Regions from separate parts of the Sus scrofa genome. Here region 2 is linked to region 1. Evidence: chromatin contacts called from public HiChIP or PLAC-seq data. All regions are on one chromosome and are shown on one strand. Each heading gives the region's core, a stretch centred on a gene start, on an enhancer-like site or on the middle of the called end of the contact. The rest is flanking DNA. Distances are from core to core; before and after follow the strand shown.

The links. HiChIP or PLAC-seq counts read pairs in DNA pulled down with a chosen protein or histone mark.
Region 2: an H3K27ac HiChIP or PLAC-seq map of alveolar macrophages shows a contact between it and region 1. The contact joins two enhancer-like sites. A contact is called at or near these places in 1 of 47 Hi-C or Micro-C datasets (blood) and 1 of 2 datasets of contacts at active chromatin or transcription factors (alveolar macrophages).

What each region holds. Positions count from the first base shown.
Region 1 is chr1:201,836,092-201,840,457 of Sscrofa11.1, forward strand. No RefSeq gene overlaps it. Among named protein-coding and RNA genes, the nearest start is that of IFN-ALPHAOMEGA, 6.5 kb to the left of the region's middle. Within about 2 kb of position 1,775, at least 37 of the 83 cell types and tissues checked have an H3K27ac peak or open chromatin away from gene starts, as enhancers often do. A contact at or near this core is called in alveolar macrophages, where this site is marked.
Region 2 is chr1:201,967,363-201,971,728 of Sscrofa11.1, forward strand. FOCAD (focadhesin) reads right to left here. Exons shown (of 43, transcript XM_021063120.1): 35 at 678-806. Among named protein-coding and RNA genes, the nearest start is that of HACD4, 84 kb to the left of the region's middle. Within about 2 kb of position 2,084, at least 2 of the 83 cell types and tissues checked have an H3K27ac peak or open chromatin away from gene starts, as enhancers often do. A contact at or near this core is called in alveolar macrophages, where this site is marked.

The sequences.
Region 1 (4,366 bases), core at 525-3,024:
TGAATTTTATTTTTCTTCCTTTGTTCACATTGCCTAACAATGTGCTCATGAATATATCAGGTAGTTGAATTCTTGTCAGGAGAACTTATGAAATGAACTCTCAGCAAACAGTGCTGAGACAACCCCTCATAATTTGGTAGTCAGCAGCTCATCAAAGCACGTAGTGCTAGCATAGTATTTATTCAATCAACAATACTTAAGTTCCAATAGTTCCTGTTGTAGTGCAGTGGAAACAAATCTGACCAGTAACCATGAGGATATGGGTTCGATCCCTGGCCTTGCTCAGTAAGTCAGTGATTCAGTGTTGCCATGAGCTGTGGTGCAGATGGCAAGCACAACTGGGATCCTGTGTTGCTGTGGCTGTGGCCAGCAGCTGTAACTCTGATTTGACACCTAGCCTGGGAACTTCCGCATGCCGTGGTTGCGACCCTAAAAAGCAAAACACACACACACACACACACGCACACACACACATGCACACACAAAAACCAACTAACCTAACAAACAAACAAAAAACCCGCAATACTTAAGTTCCTGACATTTGCTAGACACTGCGCTCATGACTAAGCATACAAAGTTCAGACTTAGAAAGTCTAATTTTCTGGAAGAGACAGAAAAAATAAACCATCAATTACAGAACAAAATGATGAATATTCTAATGGAAGTGCTGTTTGCAGGGAGCCATAGGATGAAGACAGGTTATAAAATGAAGAGGCATTATCAAATAATTGGGACTTTTGGACTTATAGCTGGATCTAGAAAGACAGTTAAAGAATTGGACAATGGGAGAAGGGTCAGAGAAGATGTGCAGACCATTTGGAAATAGGAGCTAAATCAAAGGGTTGGCAAAATCTGACATTTTATTAAAAGAAGAAATTAATAAGAAATTAAGAAATAAGAGCTAGGAACAGGATGAAGTTTTGTTCCCTACAAGGGATCTAGAAATGAGAGATGGGAAGCTTGCAATAGGCCTTGAATATTCCTGCTAAGACTTGGAGACCAGGCTGCTACTGTTAAATTTCTTAACACAGGAAGGGAAAACTGCCGAGTTTCCTTATCTGTAAAATTAATATGCTCATAATATCACCTCATAAAACTGTGGTGAGGATTAATTGCTTTAACTTATGTAATGTGCTCAGAATTGTACCAGGCACTTACTCAGTGCTCCTTACTTATTAGCTCTTCTATTTGAATCTGGTTAGAAGACAATTCCCTGATGTTCTGGGTTTGGGTCAGGAAGATGAGGTGGTTCCAAAAGAGCTGTCCAGGACACATTTTAGTGCTAGCTCAACCACTGCACAAGGGAGAGGAGAGATAGCCCATTCACTAGGATGACTGGGCCAAGCATGTTGCAGCAAATAACCCAGAATCTTAAACAGAGCCATTCATACTTGTCACACATACCAGCTGCCTAAAAGGACACGCCTCCCCTCCACTGGTTTCTTGGTTCTCCCTTGGGTTTAGAAGTTAACAGTTTCCACCAGAATGACGCAGGCATCTTGCAGGCAGCCAGGAGAATCCTTTTCTCTACAAACATTCGGTGCCCTCAACTCGGCCAAGACACCAGGGCAGAGGGGAGTCCCAGCCTCATTCTTCAAATGCAGTTTAGCTACTCGTATTTAGTTTCCTTTTCACTTGTTGTGTCGTGGTCATTGCTATTTTTGCATTCCCCGGTTCATTACGCAATCCCTGATGATGAAATAAGACTAAATTTACTTGTACGTTTCAACAATGAGGGTTTTGTTTTGGGCTGTTTCACTCTAAGGAAGATTCCAAAACAGCTTCAGAAACAGGAAACTCACACAGAACACAGACAGTAAGACTTGCCCGAGTGTCAGCCAAGGGAAGCTGCTGTTTATTCAGCAGCTGCTGGAAGTGTGTTGCCCATTTAATTCTCTTCTCAACCTTGGGTTGGCCTGGCTCAATCCACCCCTGTGGCTAACTGTGAGAATTAAATAAGTCCAGCTAAGAGAACTGCCTGGTATCTGAATGGAAAAGTAAGTGCAGGCTCGAAGTAGATGGGCAGGTGTGTCTGAGAGGACCAAGCAGGAGGGTCTAGCAGCCTCAGGGTCCAGGCAGCCAACAGTGAGGGACACTGGATGGGCAGCTCCCATGTGTTCCTGGGCCATTAAGTTTTTTATAGGAGTTTTTTGAATGTGACAAAGGGCTCAGAGTGTGGGATCCTCTGGTTATGGGTATTCTGGAGGAGTTAGCAAGAGCTAGGCAGGTCCCTGAGCAAAGTGGCCTAGTCCCAAATGCATCCTGAAGTGATCAGGAGAAAAAACTGAGGAATGAGTCTAGTCAGAGGCCTGTGACCAGACATCCAGGATGTAAAAAAAGGGGAATGGAAGAGAGAAGTGTCCGGAATATGTATTCTTTTGAGTTTAGTTTTTTTCACTCGCTATTATTTTTGTGAAATTTATAACTGTGTGTGCATCTTTGTGATTCTTACTTTTTATTGTTATTTACAATCCTGTTATAAGCATAGATCACAGCATATTTATCCATACAATTTTAAAGGATATTTGGGGTGTTTCTAGTTTGGAACATTTATGAATAGTGTTGCTATGAATATTCTTTACTTATATCCTGATGCATATTCACATTATTATTTTCCAGGGTAATTGCTAAGAGTGGACTTACTGGGTCATGGCTGTGTATTTTCACCTTTGCTAGATAATGTTATTCAAAATAGTTGTACAAATTTCACATAGAACAGCAGTCCTATTTGCTCCACATGGTCATCACACTTGACACTTGTAGTCCTTTAATTTTTATTTGCAGACAATGTATTTGTTTATCTAAAAATTTGAAAAAGACACAAAAAAATTAGACATAGTATTTGCAAAATAGACCAGATTAAAAAAAACAAAATTATTAATTTTCGTGTATGTGTGTGTGAAAATGTAATGAAAGGTTAGGTGCATTCACAATTAGAAAAAGTGATGAAAAAATCATTTACAATTGGAACAGCAATAATAAAGCATAAAATATGTTGGATAACATATTTTATGTTGGAATAACAGGGAGAATGTGCAAGACACATAACAAGGCAAAAATAAAACTTTATTGAAAAAACATTTTTAAAATAGTTCAATTAAATGGCAATATTCACTTTTTTCTTTATGAAGTGGTTAATAATTATTTGCTAAGTTAATATTTATCCATTAAATGAATGTGTGCTTCTCAGGAGGAGGCTGGCCCTTCTCACTGATGATTACCACCCAATCACAATCTCTAATGTCCCTTGCTCACTTACATAAAGAATAAGTGAAAGAAGTTGCTTAATCCTCATTGATGATCAAGGTGAAGAAAATCAGTCTCAATGTAAGAGAAAAAGCTGTTATATTCTTCACTGGTTTATGGCCATCTTATTTGAATCAAAAATTTAATTATAGACTTGTGCTAAGAGGCCAAAGGGACATAACTTGCCCTGTCAAAGCTACTTTTTTTAAAAAGTTAAAGTCCACACAATACAGATCACCATAGTTTTTTACCTAATGTTCTTTTCACGTTCTGGACTGTCATTCAGAATGCCATATTCCCTTTAATTGCCATGTCTTCTTAGGCTCCTCTTGGCAGTGACAATTTCCCTGTAGTAGACACTTCATGTTATTGTCAAAGTATCATTTTAAAAACATCATTTTTTAACATTTTGTTGCTAATATGAAAAGGTGTGTTTAATTTTTAATGTTGATATTGCTAAACTTGCTATATTTATTTTAAAATTCTAATAGTTAATCTATGGATTTTTTGGTATGTGCACAATTACTGAGTACATACAAAATAATGTAAATAATGAAAAAAATAATGAAAAATAATGAAATATGAAAATATATCTGTAAATAATGAACAAAAATAACAGACAGACAGTAAGAGATTTGAATAGGCCCCTTACAAATAATCCAAATGGTCAATAAGCATGTGAAAAATGTGCCTAACTTTTTTAATAATCAAGGAATACAGGGAGTTCCCGTTGTGGCTCAATGAGTTAAGAACACTACTAGTATCCATGAGGATGTGGGTTCGATCCCTGGTCTTGCTCAGTGGGTTAAGGAGCTGGCATTTCCACAAGCTATGGCTCTAATTCCATTGCTAGTCTGGGAACTTCCATATGCTGCACCTTGGCTATGGCCCTAAAAAAAAGAAAAAAAAGAAAAATAATCAGGAAATACAAATTAAAACTATAATGTGTTATCACTGTGCATCACTAGAATGGCTAAAATTAAAAAGACTGCTAATACCAGGTGTTGACAAGAATATGATCCAACTGCTATCCTATACACTGATAGTGAGAATATAAATTGGTACAAAACTTTGGAAAAATATGTTTGATATTATCTACTCACTCTGAATATATGCATGT
Region 2 (4,366 bases), core at 834-3,333, 130 kb after region 1:
TACTTACAGGACTATAAGATAACAAATTGGTGTTATTTCAAGTCAGTAAATGTGGTAATTTGTTGCAGCATCAATAAAAAACTAGTACAGCATCCCATAGGGCGTTTCCTTGAAACTAGGTTCTGGAAATGCAATTTGATAACCATCAAATCAGGTTTTCTGGGACATGCACCACACACCCAGCAACACACACATCTCAGTCGGCATTGTTTTGATGAGTGCATCTAATTTGGATCTTCAGACATCCCCCTCCTCAAAGAAAGTAACCCAGTTGTCCCATCCAAGAAGACAAACCTCAGGATCCCAGAGGTCCAAGGTCCGTCTAGTCTCTACCAATTGTGACATACAATCTAATTTTCTTTTTTTTGTCTTTTTAGGGCCACAGCCACAGCATATGGAAGTTCCTAGGCTAGGGGTCTAATCAGAGCTGTAGCCGCTGGACTATGACACAGCCACAGCAACACCAGATCTGAGCCACGTCTGCAACCTACACCACAGCTCATGGCAATGCCGGATCCTTAACCCACTGAGCGAGGCCAGGGATTGAACCCTCAACTTCATGGTTCCTAGTCGGATTCGTTTCTGCTGTACCATGATGGGAACTCCCAATCTAATTTTCTATTCAGGTCACATCCTAAAAGCAGAATTTGAAGATGTTAAAAACACTTGATATTTACCAAAGTTTAGCCTCATAAGTGGAGAGAGGAGTGAAGCCCAGTTCACAGGAGGATACTGGTAGGTTTCCCCAACAGTTGCTATGGGTTTCATCACTACTTTGAGAAGGGAAGGAGGCACAGATTCAGGACCTGCAACAGAAAGGGAAAATAATAATGAAACACCTCAATAGCATCACGAAAGTAGAAAATGCCAACATTCCCTCCATTCTTCTAGTTTCAAAGGATTTGATGTCACACCTTTAATTGTGTTCAACCTTGCAATTCTGTGCTCTTAAAGTAAACTCCATTTGCTACAAACTTTGCTCCATCTGTTCTTCTGTTTCTCATTTGTCTCCAGTATTTCCTTCTCGTCTGGACAGAAATGTTCCACATTGCTACTTAACTCTCTTCCATACTCTCTCATGTCTCTTTACCTAGCTTCCTAAAAAGAGTAACTTATTCTACCTTATTATCTATTGCGTTATTGCTCATGCAATCCTTAGTCCATTTCTGGAAGAGGAGACAATTACTGCCACTGAGGTACATTTCCTTCTAAGGACAATGGGTTACTTTCAGTTTCTGTGGCACTAAATGGTTGTGTTCTATTCCACATGATCTTCTACTTCTTCACCTCAGCCTGGACCACAGCTAACTGCTCCACAGGTGGGCACCTGAAGTAACAGCTAATCCATAGCTTAACCAGGTATGTAGGACACAGTACCATGACTTTAATAATATATCCCCCACCTTTTCTTTCAGGTGAGAGGTAATGTGAAATTGAAAACATGAGACACTATAGCAGTTTTGAGTGGAGCCAAAGGGTGAAGCCAGGGTTGCAGTAGCCATTGAAGGTCATGTAGAAGTGAAGTTAAAAGGAGGTCAGAAATGATGTATGAACAAGTAGAAGACCAATAAGGGGAAGTACAAGTGGCAGAAGGGCCAACACGAACATCAGGAGGGAAATCAGCATTAGCAAAAAGAAAAGCAGAATCAGCAAAGGGAAAACCATCACCAGGAAAAGGAGGGGTAGAATCAGAAAATAAAGCAGTGGAATCAGCAGAAATTGAAAGAGGGGAAATCACAGACAGGAGCAGACTCAGTAAAAAGACAGACAGCTGCAGAAAGGAGAAGCATGGAAAAAGGAGAAGCAAAGGAAAAAGGAGAAGCAGAGGCAGCAAAAGCAGCAGAATCAGCAGACCCTGTAAAGCAGGGAAGCAGAAGTAGGGGTAAAGTCAGGAAAAGGACACTCAGCTGGAGAAAGGAGAAGCATAGAAAAAGGAGAAGCACAGGAAAAAGGAGAAGCAGAGGCAGAAAAAGCAGCAGGATCAGCAGACCCTGTAAAGCAGAGAAGCAGAAGTAGGGGTAAAGTCAGGAAAAGGAAACTCAGCTGCAGAAAGGAGAAGCACAGGAAAAAGGAGAAGCAGAGGCAGCAAAAGCAGCAGAATCAGCAGACTCTATAAAGCTGGGAAGCAGAAGTAGGGGTAAAGTCAGGAAAAGGAAACTCAGCTGCAGAAAGGAGAAGCACAGAAAAAGGAGAAGCACAGGAAAAAGGAGAAGCAGAGGCAGCAAAAGCAGCAGAATCAGCAGACCCTGTAAAGCAGGGAAGCAGAAGTAGGGGTAAAGTCAGGAAAAGGACACTCAGCTGGAGAAAGGAGAAGCATAGAAAAAGGAGAAGCACAGGAAAAAGGAGAAGCAGAGGCAGCAAAAGCAGCAGGATCAGCAGACCCTGTAAAGCAGGGAAGCAGAAGTAGGGGTAAAGTCAGGAAAAGGAAACTCAGCTGCAGAAAGGAGAAGCACAGGAAAAAGGAGAAGCAGAGGCAGCAAAAGCAGCAGGATCAGCAGACCCTGTAAAGCAGGGAAGCAGAAGTAGGGGTAAAGTCAGGAAAAGGAAACTCAGCTGCGGAAAGGAGAAGCATAGAAAAAGGAGAAGCACAGGAAAAAGAGAAGCAGAGGCAGAAAAAGCAGCAGGATCAGCAGACCCTGTAAAGCAGGGAAGCAGAAGTAGGGGTAAAGTCAGGAAAAGGAAACTCAGCTGCAGAAAGGAGAAGCATAGAAAAAGGAGAAGCAGAGGCAGCAAAAGCAGCAGGATCAGCAGACCCTGTAAAGCTGGGAAGCAGAAGTAGGGGTAAAGTCAGGAAAGGAAACTCAGCTGCAGAAAGGAGAAGCACAGGAAAAAGGAGAAGCAGAAGCAGCAAAAGCAGCAGGATCAGCAGACCCTGTAAAGCAGTGAAGCAATAATTCAAAGGATCAATCCAAAAAGATATATAACAATTTTAAATATCTACGTACCCAACTCAGGTTCACCACAATATATAAGGCAACTGCTATCAACCTTAAAAGGACAAATTGACAAGAACACTATCATAGTGGGGGACTTTAACACCCCACTCACAGCAATGGACAGATCAACCAGACAGAAAATCAATAAGGAAACACAGGCCCTGAATGAACTTAATAAACCAGATGGACTTAATAGATATTTATAGCACATTTCATCCAAAAGCAACAGAATACACATTCTTCTCAAGTGCACATGGAACATTCTCTAAGACTGATCTTATCCTGGGCTACAAATCCAACCTTGGTAACTTTACAAAACTGAAATCATATCAAGCATCTTTTCTGACCACAATGCTATATGACTGGAAATCAACAACAAGAAAAAAACTGAAAAAACACAAACACGTGGAGACTCAACAACATGCTACTAAACAACCAATGGATCATGGAAGAAATCAAAGAGGAAATTAAAAAATACCTGGCAGCAAATGACAATGAAGATACGACACTCCAAAACCTATGGGATGCAGCAAAAGCTGTTCTAAGAGGAAAGTTTATAGCAATACAAGCCCACCTCAGGAAACAAGAAAAAGCTCAAATAAACAAGCTAACTTTACATCTAAGGCAGCTCGAGAGAGAAGAACAGACAAGACCTAAAGTTAGTAGAAGGATAGAAATCATAAAGATCAGAGCAGAAATCAATGAAATAGAAACAAAGAAAACCATAGAAAAGATCAATGAAATGAAAAGCTGGTTCTTTGAAAAGATCAACAACATTGATAACCCCCTAGCCAGACTTATCAAGAAAAAAAGAGAGAGGACTCAAATCAATAAACTTAGAAATGAAAAAGGAGAAGTAACAACAGACATCACAGAAATACAAACGATCATAAGAGACTACTACATGCAACTGTATGCCAATAAAATGGAAAACCTAGAAGAAATGGACAAATTCTTAGAAAAGTACAATCTTCCAAGACTAAACCAAGATGAAATAGAAAAGATGAATGGACTCATCACAAGAACTGAAATTGAAACTGTGATTTAAAAACTTCCAACAAACAAAAGTCCAGGACCAGATGGCTCACAAGCGAATTCTATCAAACATTTAGAGAAGAGCTAACACCTATCCTTCTAAAACTATTTCAAAAAACTGCAGAGGAAGAGATACTTCCAAACTCATTCTATGAGGCCACCATCACCCTGGTACCAAAACCAGACAAAGACTCCACAAAAAAAGAAAACTACAGGCCAATTTCACTGATGAACATCGATGCAAAAATCCTCAACAAAACACTAGCAAACCGCATCCAACAATACATTAAAAGGATTGTACATCATGATCAAGTGGGATTTATCCCAGGGATGCAAGGGTTCTCCAGTATCCGCAAATCCATCAGTGTGATACACCACATTAACTAACTGAAGAA